Regions from separate parts of the Zea mays genome. Here region 1 is linked to region 2. The links are chromatin contacts, called in public Hi-C maps. All regions are on one chromosome and are shown on one strand. Each heading gives the region's core, a stretch centred on a gene start, on an enhancer-like site or on the middle of the called end of the contact. The rest is flanking DNA. Distances are from core to core; before and after follow the strand shown.

Evidence for each region. A called contact is a pair of places that touch in the nucleus more often than the background predicts.
Region 1: a contact with region 2 is called in a Hi-C map of tassel, with 2.1 times the contacts expected there. The contact joins the promoter of LOC100501888 here to the promoter of LOC100193896 in region 2. A contact is called at or near these places in 2 of 25 Hi-C or Micro-C datasets (leaf and tassel).

What each region holds. Positions count from the first base shown.
Region 1 is chr9:105,203,898-105,211,759 of Zm-B73-REFERENCE-NAM-5.0, forward strand. It overlaps LOC100501888 (AT-rich interactive domain-containing protein 3), which reads right to left and starts at 2,822. Exons shown (of 13, transcript NM_001196527.1): 1 at 2,116-2,822; 2 at 1,989-2,028; 3 at 820-872; 4 at 647-692; 5 at 169-261. The coding sequence starts at 2,708.
Region 2 is chr9:104,997,517-105,004,644 of Zm-B73-REFERENCE-NAM-5.0, forward strand. It overlaps LOC100193896 (NAD(P)-binding Rossmann-fold superfamily protein), which reads left to right and starts at 1,523. Exons shown (of 5, transcript NM_001138971.1): 1 at 1,523-1,682; 2 at 1,787-1,959; 3 at 2,070-2,255; 4 at 2,358-2,520; 5 at 2,586-3,189. The coding sequence starts at 1,547. The coding sequence ends at 2,779.

The DNA of each region.
Region 1 (7,862 bases), core at 1,572-4,071, 210 kb after region 2:
TTAAAAAGTGGTTACAGTGGATATGTATTTAGAGATACTCTCTAATAACCAAACTTTTGTCGCCATAAATTAAACTATGTTATAAGAGTAATCTTTGATTTAGAATGAATTTCATAGCCTTGAAACTAGCCTGTGCCAAGTTATATACTAGGCCACATAAAATTGTACCTGGCTCTCAGAACCAACTCGATCTGGTAGAGCAGATGAAGCTACTTGGAACTCTCCTGTTTCGATTTTGTGTTTCTCATATTCAAGGAGTGCCTATAAAAGAGAGGAAAAAATATAAAAAACAGCATTTAACAGGCCATTTAGCGCTACAAACCCTGCCACTAAGAAAAATCCACAACACAACCTTAAATTTGATCAGCTACGAGCTATGTACCAATTAAGGAGATTAAATTAGATTCAGGACAATCATATGTTAACAGCTTGGTAAAACTTCTAAATTAATGGTATGTATTTGAGCCGGCAAGACTCAATTGACATGCTGACAAAGAATGTGCTTAAATGAAAAAGGCTTCTATTCAATGAACTGTCATTGTAGGTAGTAGGTACCACATGGCAACACTCAAGTGATAAAACAGTGCTGAAACTAAAAGCTATAAAGGTTGAACAGGTATCTCAGGAACCATGAATGTAAAATTACCTTCTCATAGAAGTTACGGAAAGTCCATGAAACAGTTGTACATGTCCTGCATAAGACATGCAGGTCATATCATGGGAGAGAGTACAGAAAGAAGACCTTATGTGAACCCTGTTCCAAATTCTGTTAAAATGACTGTGAGGATCATCAAAATGAGTTGCAGACTAAATGCATACTTTGGAGGTTTGAATGACTCTCCCACTTGACGCCACAGCTTGCATGATGTCACCTGTTCAGTGTTGATGCAACTAGTTAGCAAGCATATGAGGCAAAATATCCTCCCCTTTCTCAAATAAAATAGTATACAGCAAAGTTAATCAACCAAAACCACTCTCCAAGAAACAGGGGAACAAATAGTCACGACCACAGATCAACAGATACATTTTAGTGCCATACTGCCATACAAAGAAATAAAATAAAGCAAATGTCAAAATGGCACAAGGAAAAAATGTGTCGTCAATTTGTTAGAAAATAGCAACACAGAAAAGTTTCCCACTTAAGCAAACCATATTTAATAGTTTATGCCTACAAAGACGACATGGTTACATTCCATCACTAAGTCACTAGCAGTATAGCTATTTACTCTGCAAATGATGCTTTCTCGGATACAAATATCATGCTTAATTTTTGGTTCCCTATTGAGATACTTAGCGTTGCTTTTGTTATATATTGTTTTTGGTAAAGTGAAATCTATACATGTAAAAAAACAGTGCCAACCAGGGTAATAAGAGAAGGAATGGCGCATCTGACTGTCAGAGGCACACAGGAGCACTAGTGTTTCATAGGCAGGCTACACAGTAGTCTTTTAGAACATCGACTAGAATCTTTTAACATGGACACAAAATGATACAAACAAGGTGAATAGGCTAAACATGTTCCACGTGAAAGGAAGATCACAGCAACAGTATGATCAATTAACATGATGGTTTCGTACGACTCTGGAAAAGAAAAGGGAGAAATCAGATAAACAATAGTGCTGACACCTTTTGTGCTAAGTAAAAAATTATGATAATCTAATGGTCAAATAAAACAACTGTGAACAAAATTGGGCACGCTAGTCAAAATTCTTAACTCATACTTGAGGTACAAAGTTAGACGGGTATGAGTTGCTAAGTACCAATATAGCAAAGGGACATAGGGTGAGAAACTCAGGATTAAACTATAGCAAGAGGCACTTTGCTACAGACAGGTTCAGACATACTGTGTACATTTTTAGCAGAAAAATTATTAACGACTGAACATGTGTCGTGCAAATAGAACTCATAATTTAACCATTCTCATAGGAATAGAATCATTTGTGTTTTCTTCAAGAAACCAAAAAGGCATAAATATTCAAGATGAGTACCTGATCATAGCCACCCAATCCAGTAACTTGTCTCCACAATCTAATGATAGCAAAGATACAGTTACTTAATTCAGTGTGGTCAATAACAACAGAACAAAAAAAAAGATTTTGTAGCTTGTCTGCTTACTTGAGGCAATTCAATCCTTCACCATAAAACTTAGGGGGCTTGAACTCCAACATTTTCTCCCTGTGGAAACGCTCCAGCTCCTTCATGAAGGCAGCCTGCTCCTCCTCAGTCCCTGAGTCATCACCCCCAGTGGTGTAATCGAACATGAAGGAACTGTTTGAGATCTTAGACAATGCCAGCTCCTCCTCAGCCTGCACCAGCACAAGCTGGTTCACAACAGGCTCATTCTGACCAACCAGGCCCTTATCAACACCGCCATCTCCAGCTCCGCACTCATCCGCGGAGCCACCCACCGGCACGGGGCCATCCCCGTTCTCCAATTTCACAACCTCGTCAGTCAAATCCGCCGTCGGGCCACCATTAAGCTCCTCTCTGTCCCCTTCCTCCGCGCCCTCTGCTTCGGGCTTCACTGAAGCCTTGACGGAATCAACGGCATCGGCGGTCCCGCTTTCACCGCCCTGCCCCTCCCCCATGACGGGTTCCTCATCCTCATCCTCCACCGCTGCGGCCTCGCTCATGGGGACATCGGCGGCCGATTGTGCCTCGCCTACCGCCTGCGGCGGCGGCTCCTCCATACCTTGCTCTTGCGACATCCTTGGTCCGGCAGTGGCGGAGACGAGCTAGACCTCGGACGTGGTGGGAGGGCAAACCCTAGCCGGAGATGGCCAGATGGGGGAGACGACGAGACAGAGACAGAGGAAGCGGAGGAACAGGACAGGAGCAACAGTGGAGAATGGTTTTGAACTGAAACCGTGCTTACGTGGGCTAGCGGGCTACTCCCATTTCACCATTTGTCATATTCATATTCAAGGTTTTCAAGTTCCAACTGCTTGACAGCATAAAAAATTACCCAGGTCAGAAAATCAAACACCACATATCTCCTCTCTTCTCTACTCTCTACTCTTTTGTTTCCATGGTCGTCTCTTTTAAAAGAATTCTTTATACTTCTTTTAAATTTAACATGCAGTCCAACCTTGAGTATCGTTAAGTGACATTGATCATTACCTTGAAATGGCCATGAGAAAACTATCAAACCCAATACGACATGATGTCACATGCAACGTAGCCTTCTCGGATATTACTACCTACTAACTGAAGAAGGACGAGTTGTCAAATTAGTTATTGAGAGCAACTAGAGTAGGTGAATAGATGATAATGTAAAAAATAGCTCAACAAAATAAACTTGGTCTAAAATAAATTAGTAAAACCAAAAACCAAGTTCGAATGAAGAGTGAGAGAGGAGAGGTTCATTTAATTACGCTTACAAGATGTGTATTAAACTTAGAGCAATATGAAAGTGAAGTAAAGTGCTAGAAGAAATAGAATCGCAATAAAGTAGAGAGACCAGTGACACAGCGATTTTTATCTCGTGGTTCGGTCAAGCGTAAAATGCTTGTCTAGTCCACGTTGTGGTGTCTCAATGGACAAGGGTTGCACTCAACCCCTCTCAAATGATCCAAAGATCAAACTTGAGTACCACAGTTCTGTTCCTTATAGCAAATTCCAAAAGTGAGGAATCTCCACAATTTGGAGTATCTCACGCCTTACACAACCGATCTCAAATAAACCACAAGAGTAAGGGGAGTAGAAACACACACAAGAGACAAAATCATAGCAACACACGCACAAGCTGAGAGAGAGCACAAGAGACAACACAACGTAATAACAGCTCAAAACACTTGCTCGAATCTCAATTTAGCGAAGCAAAGGCGTGAATGTGGTGTCTCGGTGTTGTAGAATGTTCAATAGATGTTTGGTGGTAGCTCCATGCGCCTAGGGGTCCCTTTTATAGCCCCAAGGGACCTAGGAGCCGTTGGAGCTCCGTTTTGGAAGGCTCTGGTTGCCTTTTGTCCGCAAGTGTACCAGATTGTCCGGTGACAGTGAATAGTGCAACGACTACGAAATCTCTGATTAGGTGGTTTCCTGTTCTGAGGGTGTCGGGGACCATAATTAGGGGTACCCCCAAGACTCCTAAACTCGGCTGGTAATCACCATCAGCACAAGCTGCAAAAGCCTGATGGGCGCAATTCAGGTCAAGGCTCCGTCCACTCAAGGGACACGATCTCGCCTCGCCCGAGCCCAGCCTCGGGCAGGAACAGTAGACCCAGGTGGATTCACGCCTCGCCCGAGGGCCTCCTCAAGCAACGGGCGCACCATCGACTCGCCCGAGGCCCAGCTCGGGCAGGCTTCGCAGTGAAGCAACCTTGGCCAGATCGCCTCGCCAACCGACTGTATCACAGTAGCATTCAATGCAAGGATTGTCTGACACCTTATCCTGACGCGCGTTCCTCAGTCGGCAGGGCCAAAGTGACCGCAGTCACTTCGCCCCTCCACTGACTGACCTGACAGGAAAACAGCGTCGTCTGCCCTGCTCCGACTGCTGTGCCACCCGCCAGGGTGAGGCTGACAGCAGCCGAGTCCAGCCTCAGGCGCCATAGGAAGCTCCGCCTCGCCCGACCCCGGGGCTCGGCCCCCGCCTCAACCTCGGAAGACGGTCTCCGCCTCGCCCGACCCCAGGGCTCGGACTCAACCTCGACCTCGGAAGACGGTCTCCGCCTCGCCCGACCCCAGGGCTCGGACTCAACCTCGACCTCGGAAGACGGTCTCCGCCTCGCCCGACCCCAGAGCTCGGACTCAACCTCGACCTCGGGAGACGGTCTCCGCCTCGCCCGACCTTGGGCTCGGACCGACCACGTTATAGGGGGGTACATCATTACCCTACCCCTAGCTAGCTCAGGCTACAGGGAATAAGACCGGCGTCCCATCTGGCTCACCCCGGTAAACAAGTAATGATGGCACCCCGCGTGCTCCCATGACGACGACGGTTCTCAGCCCCCTACGGAAGCAAGGAGACGTCAGCAAGGTCCCGACAGCCCCGACAGTTATGCTTCTACAGGGCTCAAGCGCTCCTCCGACGGCCACGACATCACATGCACAGGGCACTAACACCTCTCCGACAGCCACGTCGGCATGTACATAGGGCTCTGGCTCCTCTCTGCCGGACACGTTAGCACATTGCTACAACCCCCATTGTACACCTGGACCCTCTCCTTACATCTATAAAAGGAAGGTCCAGGGCCCTCGTACTAGGAGGTGGCCGCGCGGGAGGACAGGCTGACGAGCAGGCTCTCTCCCTCTCTTGCGAACGCTTGTAACCCCCTACTGCAAGCGCATCCATCCTAGGCGCAGGACAACACAAAGCCGCGGTTTCCCCCTCTTTGTGTTCCGTCTCGCGCTGACCCATCTGGGCTGGGGCACGCAGCGACAATTTACTCGTCGGTCCAGGGACCCCCCGGGGTCGAAACGCCGACAGTTGGCGCGCTAGGTAGGGGCCTGCTGCATGTTGACGAACAGCTTCCTGTCAAGCTCCAGATGGGTAGTCTCCAGCAACCTCTCCAGCCCGGGACGCTGCTTCGTTTCGGGAGTCTCGAGTTCATGTCCCTCGACGGCAGCTACGACATGGTACTCCTTCCTCCGCCGCGCGACAACGACAACGACGGCCGTCAGCCCGCCCGGCGGCGACGGACTCGGCGACGTCTTCCCCCCATGGCGGAAGAGCAGCATCCGGGTCTGTCCCGTCACCTTCCCTGTCGTAGGAGGAGGAGGCGGGGCAACCATGGCCAAGCAGGAGGCGGCACCTCGTTGGCTGTCGAGCGAGACGACGACGCCGGCGCCCCAGCGAGGGACACGTCGGGCGTTGACCTCGCATCTGAGATGAAGACGAGCGTCGTTTCCCCGCAACACGCCAACCCCAAGCAGACGAATGACGCCAGCACGCTCGCGAAGGACTTGCTGGGCGTTAGCCTCGTACCTGAGATAACGGTGCAGTCCGTCCCCGACGCGACTTCGTCACCATCCGTCGATCAAGAGGTACCGTCCGTTTTCCACCCTATGCCTTTTAGATTCAGCTTCGACCCACCAAGCGACCCCACTTCGGTGGACGCTTTCATAAAGGCATATCCTAACCTTCCGGGGTACCATATGTGGTCAACCTGGGACCGACTGATGGCCGTCTCGACCTACGGACCCCTGGGTTCCGAGGAAGATGACGAGCCCGACTCTGGTTGGGATTTCTCTGGGCTCGATAACCCCAGTGCCATGCGAGACTTCATGACCGCATGTGACTACTGCCTCTCCGATTACTCCGATGGTGGCCACAGCCTTGACGACGAGGACTGTGGCCCAAGTCGCAAATGTTTCCACGTCGATCTAGGTGGTCTCGACGAAGGCAACCACCTTGGTATGCTAGAGGACGACGATCCCCCTAGGCCTGCGCCTCGCATTGACATCCTTCGGGAGCTAGCTGTGGTCCCAGTCCCTGCGGGGGGTCAGGACACACAGCTCGAGCAAATCCGCGAGATGCAGGCCAAGCTCGACGAGGAAGCAGGGCAACTTGTGCAGCTCCGACAGAACATCGGGCAGGAGTGGGCAGGCTGAGCACCAGCCGAAGAAGCGCGCCATCTGGCCCAGGACGTCCAGCACCGCATCGCTGACAATGCCAGGGCAAGGCTGCCCCCGGCTTCTAGTGGGGTCGGCCAGAACCTGGCTGCAGCAGCAATACTACTTCGGGCGATGCCGGAGCCATCCACCACCGAGGGGCGGCGTATTCAGGGAGAACTCAAGAATCTCCTGGAGGATGACGCGGTCCGACGGGCCGAAAGCTCTGCCTCCCGAAGGCAAGGGTACCCCCCGGATCATCGCGTCGCGACTTCCCGATTCATGCGGGAAGCCTCGGTCCACACCGGGCACACGCGGGACGCAACGCCTGCAGCCCCGGGTCGCCTCGGCAACGAGCACCACCACCGCGACCGTCGAGCCCACCTCGACGAGAAGGTGCGCCGAGGCTACCACCCTAGGCGTGGGGGACGCTACGACAGCGGGGAGGATCGGAGTCCCTCGCTCGAACCACCCGGTCCGCAAGCTTTCAGCTGGGCCATACGACGGACGCTGTTCCCGACCCGGTTCCGAGCCCCGACTACCATCACTAAGTACTCGGGGGAAACAAGGCCGGAACTGTGGCTCGCGGACTACCGGCTGGCCTGCCAGCTGGGTGGAACGGACGATGACAACCTCATCATCCGTAACCTCCCCCTGTTCCTTTCCAACATCGCCCGAGCCTGGCTGGAGCATCTGCCTCCTGCGCAGATCTCCAACTGGGACGACCTGGTCAAAGCCTTCGCCGGAAACTTCCAGGGCACATACGTGCGCCCTGGGAACTTCTGGGATCTCCGAAGCTGCCGCCAGCAGCCGGGAGAATCCCTGCGGGACTACATCCGGCGATTTTCGAAGCAGCGCACCGAGCTGCCCAACATCACCGACTCAGATGTCATCGGCGCGTTCCTCACCGGCACCACTTGCCACGACCTGGTGAGCAAGCTGGGTTGCAAGACTCCCACCAGGGCGAGCGAGCTGATGGACATCGCCACCAAGTTCGCCTCTGGTCAGGAGGCCATCTTCCGGAAGGACAAGCAGCCTCAGGGACGCCAGCAGGAAGATGTCCCCGAGGCGTCCGCTCAACGCGGCGCGAAGAAGAAGGGCAAGAAGAAGTCGCAAGCAAAACGCGATGCCGCCGACGTAGATCTTGTCGCCGCCGCCGAGCACAGGAACCCTCGGAAGCCTCCCGGAGGGGCCAACCTGTTCGACAAGATTCTCAAGGAGTTGTGCCCCTATCATCAGGGCCCCATCAAGCACACCCTTGAGGAGTGTGTCATGCTTCGGCGCTACTTCCATAAGGCCGGGCCCCCGGC
Region 2 (7,128 bases), core at 273-2,772:
CCTTGATCATTAGTGTGTTGTCGCCAGAGAGAACGGAAGTTGTATGTTGCGTAACCGGTGGCATGGTGGGTAATTTTCGTACAGCTTCATGAGGAGATATAGATGTCCAATAAGCACGAGGCCCATAAGCCTGGCACGAAGCCCGTTTTTTGGGCCCGGTCCGAGCCCGGCACGGCCCGGTTATATGTGGGCCCGGGCCGGCCCGACACGAATAAGCGGGCCGGGCTCGGACAGGAAACTAGGCACGGTGGGCTAGCCCGGCACGACCCGTTTAGCTCTAAGCCCGTTAAGCCCGTTTTTTTACACTAAAACGTGCTTTTCGGCCCGCATAGCCCGCTTTTCGGCCCGCTTTTTTCATGCTAAACGGGTCGGCCCGGCCCGTTTAGGCCCGCTGCGGGCCAGGCTCAGACAGGGAATTGAGCCCGCGTGCTTAGCCGGCCCGGCCCGGTTTTCTAACCGTGCCTGGCGGGCCGGGCCCAAAACGGGCCGGGCTTCACTAGGCCCGAGCCGGGTCGGGCCGGGCGGCCCGTTTGGCCATCTCTATGAGGAGATATAAAAACAGTGTTTTTGAAGCACCCTCTAAGGAGCTTCATAAATTTCATGAAACAGGCCTCTAGTTTCGATTTTTTTTAAACTAAAGCTCGTGGAGCTGGACCTGTTTGGGTTGAAGAAGTTAGAACGAAATTGAAATTCTTGAAGTGAAGCTCTCTCAAACAGGGACATAGTAGAGGACGACCTTATTCTCTAATAGGGTGTTTGGTTTGAGGAATTAGCTAATCCATCATCTTCTCACTCCTCACTATTTTTGTTTGGTTTGTGGAATGGAATTAGTTGATCCATCACCACTTCATTCCTCATAGTTAGTTAGTTAGTACTAATATCAGGAATATGGCCATCCCACCAAATTTAAGGAATGAACTCATGATGCACCATCTCAATTTGGATGTAATGATTCCTTAAACCAAACACCCCCTAAATTTAGGGTACATAACTCTTTAGAGGTTCTTCTTAGATCTAGTCTAAGGCTCTAAGCCAAGGTGCAGACGGTGACAGTGGCCAATAGTGAGGAGCAGCTCATGGACGACTGTGCATGCGACAAGATGCACGACAGCATAGGCTACACCACGTCAGCATAGAGATGTTTAAAAATTGGTATATTTGCCAATCTTATTTAAAAACTGTTGGAGATAATTTTTGGTTACTAACACCTCAAATTAATTTTAGGGACGTTTTTTAAACCCCGCGGGGATGCTCTAACTAGTTTTGGCTCGCACCAAGGCACGGGCGGCACGCCACTGTGTGCGGCACGCAGCCTCGGCCCTGAGCACAAAGTACCATATGCACACAGGATCACCTCCAGTTCTCTGCCCAATCAGTGTGCTATATCTGTTCAGGAATCAGGACGTCGCTAGCAACAAGTTGTCAACTACCCAAATCTGCACGAGGTCAATAGGAGTATCTCAAATCGGCTAACAAGTAATAATCCTCTCGATACCCGAATCGGTGAAGGAAAACAAGACGAGTCCGTCGGTCGTGATCGGTACCAATGGAAGGCGCAGCGGGGATCAGGACGAGGCCGGCGGTGTGCGTGACCGGCGCGGGCGGCTTCGTGGCCTCGTGGCTCGTCGAGCGCCTCCTCGCCGGCGGCCGATACATGGTCCATGGCACCGTCCGTGATCCGGGTACGAAACCCTTGCTCTTGTCTTCTTGCTCCCGGCCGGTGAACTGGCGCGTGCGTGCGTGCGGCGTGCCGACATGTGGATAACGTGCGTGGCGTGGCGCGCAGGCGACGCCAAGAACGCGCACCTGGCGGCGATGGACGGCGCCGCGGACCGGCTGCGCCTGTTCAGGGCCGAATTGCTCGACTACGGCAGCGTGGCGGCGGCCATCGCCGGCTGCGACGGCGTCTTCCACGTCGCGTCCCCAGTCCCCATGACCTATCCAATCGGTGACCCCGAGGCACCACACCTCAGCTCCCGCTGCTGCCCTCTTAATTTCTTCCTTCGGCTTCGCCATGCGTCCGTTCAGACGTTCAGTCTTTATTGGCCGACACCAACATCTTGCTGCAGGTAGAGCTGCTCGCTCCGGCCGTGACGGGCACCAAGAACGTCCTGAAGGCGTGCTCGGAGGCCAAGGTGAAGAGGGTCGTCGTGGTGTCGTCGGTGGCCGCCGTGATGGTGAACCCTGGCTGGCCCCAGAACGAGGCCATGGACGAGGCTTGTTGGTCCGACGTCGAATTCTGCAGAACCACTCAGGTCAGGTGACAGAAAAAAAAAGCTTGGCACGGCACCCTGTTGAGCCTGTTCCTCTCATCCCCGCCCTCACCTTTCTGTCTCCTCCCGTCGCTCCTCTGCCAGAACTGGTACTGTCTCTCCAAGACACTCGCGGAGCTGGAAGCGCTTGATTACGCAAAGAGGAGTGGACTAGACGTGGTGTCCGTCTGCCCGTCGCTGGTGATCGGGCCCTTGCTGCAGTCGACGGTGAACGCAAGCAGCTCCGTCATAGTCGATTGCTTGAAAGGTACGTACTGAACTACTATCTACTAGTAGGAATCCTCGCGCTCACTAACGCTCCATCTCCTGCAGGAGATCGTGAGGTGAAGCTGAAGCTGAGGAACTTCGTGGACGTCCGCGACGTCGCCGACGCTCTGCTCCTGGTGTACGAGACTCCGGAGGCGTCTGGACGGTACATCTGCGACGCAAATGCAAGGCAGATGTCTGAGGTCGTAGCGCTGCTCAAGGACTGGTACCCTGCCTACAGTCATGCTGCCACCAAGTAAGCAGAAACATACTGCAGAAGCTATATGCTTGTGTTGTGTTAGTCAAGCTATCAGTGCTTGATGAATCGCAAGCTGCTAGTGCATAGTAGGTTGCATTGTGATCAAGGGCAAAGTGCATGGCACAGGTTCGTGCAGGTGAGCGATGAGCCTTTGTTCAGCTCCAAGAAGCTGCAGGCGCTGGGCTGGAAATTCCGGACTCTGGAGGAGAGCCTCAGGGACAGCGTTGAATCCTTCAAGGCGGCAGGTGTCCTGGTGGATTGAACAGAACAGGCAGCGCCCTATTCCTGGATGACCTTCGCATTTTGTAAACCGAAGTTGCTGTCTTGTGCAAGAGCATCCCGACGTCCTCGGATAATGTAATAAAAAAAGCAAAAGCGACAAAGTTTGCCGTGTATTATAGCGGCATTGTTACTTAACGCTGTTTTATTTTGTGGAAATACTTAACGGTGTTTTAGTTTAATGCCTTGTTGCTTTTGAAACATATGAGAAATGGTGGCTCTGAACTAAAAGACATATGAAACACGACGCTCACAACCATAAAATGCACGGTATGTGTTGACGCCTTTTCGGAGCGCCAAATACTTAAGAAGAACCGGCGGCGGTGCTCTCTGGTCAGGCGCGGACGGTCCGCGGCCTGGGATCGGACGGTCCGCGACCTGGCGCAGGGGCTAAGGTTTCCTGCCTGACGGCCGGACGGTCCGCGCCCTGGGGCCGGACGGTCTGCGCGTGCGCAGGGGCGGCGGAAGTCGTCGACGGCGGCCTGGATCTCGCTCCCGGGAGGGACCCCGTCGGGAAGGAGAGATCCTAGGGGTTGTCTAGGCTCGGGCCGGCCGACCTAGACTCCTCCAATCGGCGTAGAGTCAAAGAGAGGCGAAGAATTTGGGAATTGAGAGGCTAAACCTAAACTAGACTAGAACTACTCCTAGGATAAAATACGAATAAAAGTTGTATTGATTCGATTGTTTATTACAAATCGGCCGTAGACCTCTCTATTTATAGGGGAGGGGGGCTGGACCCTTTACACAACTGATTCCGAGCTAATCCCGCGAATATAGCTAACAACCGTAGCACAAAACTCGGAACCCTAATCTGTTCTGCGCACGCGCGGACCGTCCGGACTGCGGACCGTCCGGCCTCAGGGCCGGACCGTCCGCTTGCTCATTTCTGGTTCAAACATATGCCCCCCTGCCTTTTGGTGGAGCTGGGCGAACCAAAAGCAACTAACTCGATGTGATCACATCGGTTCTCTTAGGCATCTTGCCACATACTAGGATGGTACTGTTTGAGGAAACGCCCATTCAAAGCCTTTGGTAAATCCTTGCCTTGTAATGTTTGTAGCAAATAGGCGTTACCAGACATTACCTGTTTTACTTTATAAGGACCCTCCCAGCTTGGCGACCATTTCCCAAACTTCCGGTCTTTATTCCTTAGAGGCAAGATGGTCTTCCACACTAGATCCCCTACTTGAAATGACTTTGCTTTGACCTTCTTATTGTAGGCCCTGGCTACCATAATCTTGTCCTTTTCTATTGCTCCCAAAGCTATCACCCTCTTGTCGGTCACCTCATCAATATTATCCATCATTGAATTATAATAATCAGTGATAGTTAGATCATTTTGTCTGGCGAACCTGACAGCATTCAAACTTATTTCCACAACCAATACTGCTTCCTGCCCATATACAAGCTCAAAAGGAGATACTTTAGTAGCACTATGTTTAGATATTCTATGAGCCCATAAAGCTTCGGACAAAATCTTATGCCAATGTTTAGGATTATTAGATATTTTCTTTTTTATCAAATTAATCAATGTCCTATTGCTAGACTCGGCCTGACCATTGGCCTGAGCATAATATGGAGATGAATTAAGCAGCTTAATTCTGTATAATTCAGCAAATTCATGTACCTCCTTTGACATAAAAGAAGTACCTTGATCTGTAGTTAAGGTCTGGGGAATGCCGAATCTATGAATGATATGCTCAGTTATAAACTCAATTACCTCCTTGTGTGTCATGTTCTTTAGAGCAACGGCTTCAGTCCATTTGGTGAAGTAGTCAGTGGCAACTAACACAAACCGATGCCCCTTTGATGATGAAGGATGAATTTCTCCAATAAAGTCTAATCCCCATCCTCTGAACGGCCAAGGCTTGATAATAGGATGTAATTCGGCTGCAGGGACCAACTGTAGGTCGCCGAATTTTTGACATACTTGGCAACCCTTGTAGTACTTGAAACAATCAGCTATCATACTAGGCCAATAAAAACCAGACCTTCGCAACAACCACTTCATCTTTGGAGCTGATTGATGAGTACCACAAATTCCCTCATGTACTTCGGCCATAGCTAATATAGCATCATCTGGGCCCAAGCACTTAAGCAGGATGTCATTGACTGTTCGGCGGTAAAGTTCATCACTCATCAAAATATACTTGAAAGTTGTTCGCCGAATGTTCTTATTTGTCCTGATATTAGGATTTCGTAAATAATTAAGTATAGGTGTCCTCCAATCACTTGCATCGGCTTCATTGTCAGCCAAATTGATGAAAAGAACATTTCTGGTAACCCCGGACGGTCCGGCGTCATCACGCGGACAGTCCGCGACCTGGGAGTTTGGCTTTGCACTAGTTATCAGATTTTCAGTTTTGTGAAACTTCCCTCTCTTTATCCGATAACCTGATGCATCTTGTGCCAAATCATTAGCTCTGTGATTCTCAACTCTAGAGATATGCCGGATACTGAATTCGTCAAATGAATGGATTATGCTCCAACATTTCTCAAGGTAACTATTTAGAGTACCATCAAAACATTGATATTCTTCTAACACTTGTTGGACAACCAGCTGAGAATCACCAAATACCTTCACATGTTTTACTCCCATACCATTTAAGAGTTCTAAGCCGAATAGGAGGGCCTCATATTCAGCTTGATTATTAGTGCAATAAGTTTTCAATCGGCTAGAGAAGTCAAAGGAGACATTACTTGGTGAAACAAGTACAATGCCAATTCCTTGCCCTTCATTGCAAACCGATCCATCAAAATATAAAGTCCAAGGAGTAATAGTGAGGTATGACATGTCTAGCTCATAAACATCATTAACTCGATGTTCTACAATAAAATCCGCTACGACTTGGCCTTTCATAGATTTCAGTGGCTCATAGGCCAATTCATATTCTATTAGTGCATAAGCCCACTTACCAATTCTACCACTCATAATTGGGTTATGCAACATGTATTTGATCACATCGGCTTGACCAGAAACAGTGCAATGACTAGACAGTAAATAACATCTACATTTGGTGCAGGCATAAAACAAGCATAAGCATAACTTTTCAATAAAAGTGTACCTTGTTTTAGCATCCACCAACCTTCGGCTTAGATATGTCACCACATGCTCCTTCCCCTCAGTTTCTTGTGTCAGAACAGCCCCAATGACCTTATCCTCAGCTGCAATGTATAATCGAAACGACACTCCTGCTCGTGGTGCTTTTAATACGGGAGCCGAAGATAAGTACTTTTTGATGAGATCAAATGCTTCTTGCTGTTCTGCCCCCAAGCGAATTCGGCATCATTCTTAAGACGAAGAATAGGGGTAAACGCATTAATCTTCCCGGCTATGTTAGAAATAAACCTTCGTAAATAATTCACCTTGCCGAGGAACCTCTGTACCTCGACCTTACAGGTCGGAGGCCCCACATTCCGAATAGACTTGATTCGGTCAGGGTCTATCTCTATACCATGTTCATGTATGACAAATCCTAAAAACTTACCAGCCGACACTCCAAAAGCACATTTACGTGGGTTCATTTTCAAACCATACTGACGCATTTTATCAAAGGCTTTGCGCAAATCAGCTATATGAGAACTAAACTCAGCCGATTTGACTACAATATCATCAATGCAAACTTCCACAGTGTTTCCTAACAATTCATGGAAGATCAAATTCATAGCCCTCTGATAAGTGGCACCAGCATTTTTCAGACCAAATGTCATGACGACCCACTCAAATAAACCAATGAAGCCTGGACATATAAAGGCCGTTTTAGACGCATCTTCTTCGGCCATGAAAATCTGATTATATCCGGCATTACCATCAAGGAAGCTAATAATTCTGTTTCCTGATGCATTATTGATTAATGTGTCGGCTATGGGCATGAGGTATTCGTCTTTATGAGTTGCTCTATTTAAATTGCGAAAATCAATGCATACTCTAAGTTTACCTGACTCCTTCTTCTCCACCGGCACAATATTGGAGACCCACTCTGCGTATCTGCAAGGTCTGATAAAATCAGCTTCTAGTAACCAGTGGATTTCGTCCTTGATGCGTGGGAGAAGATCTGGACGAAATGTTCT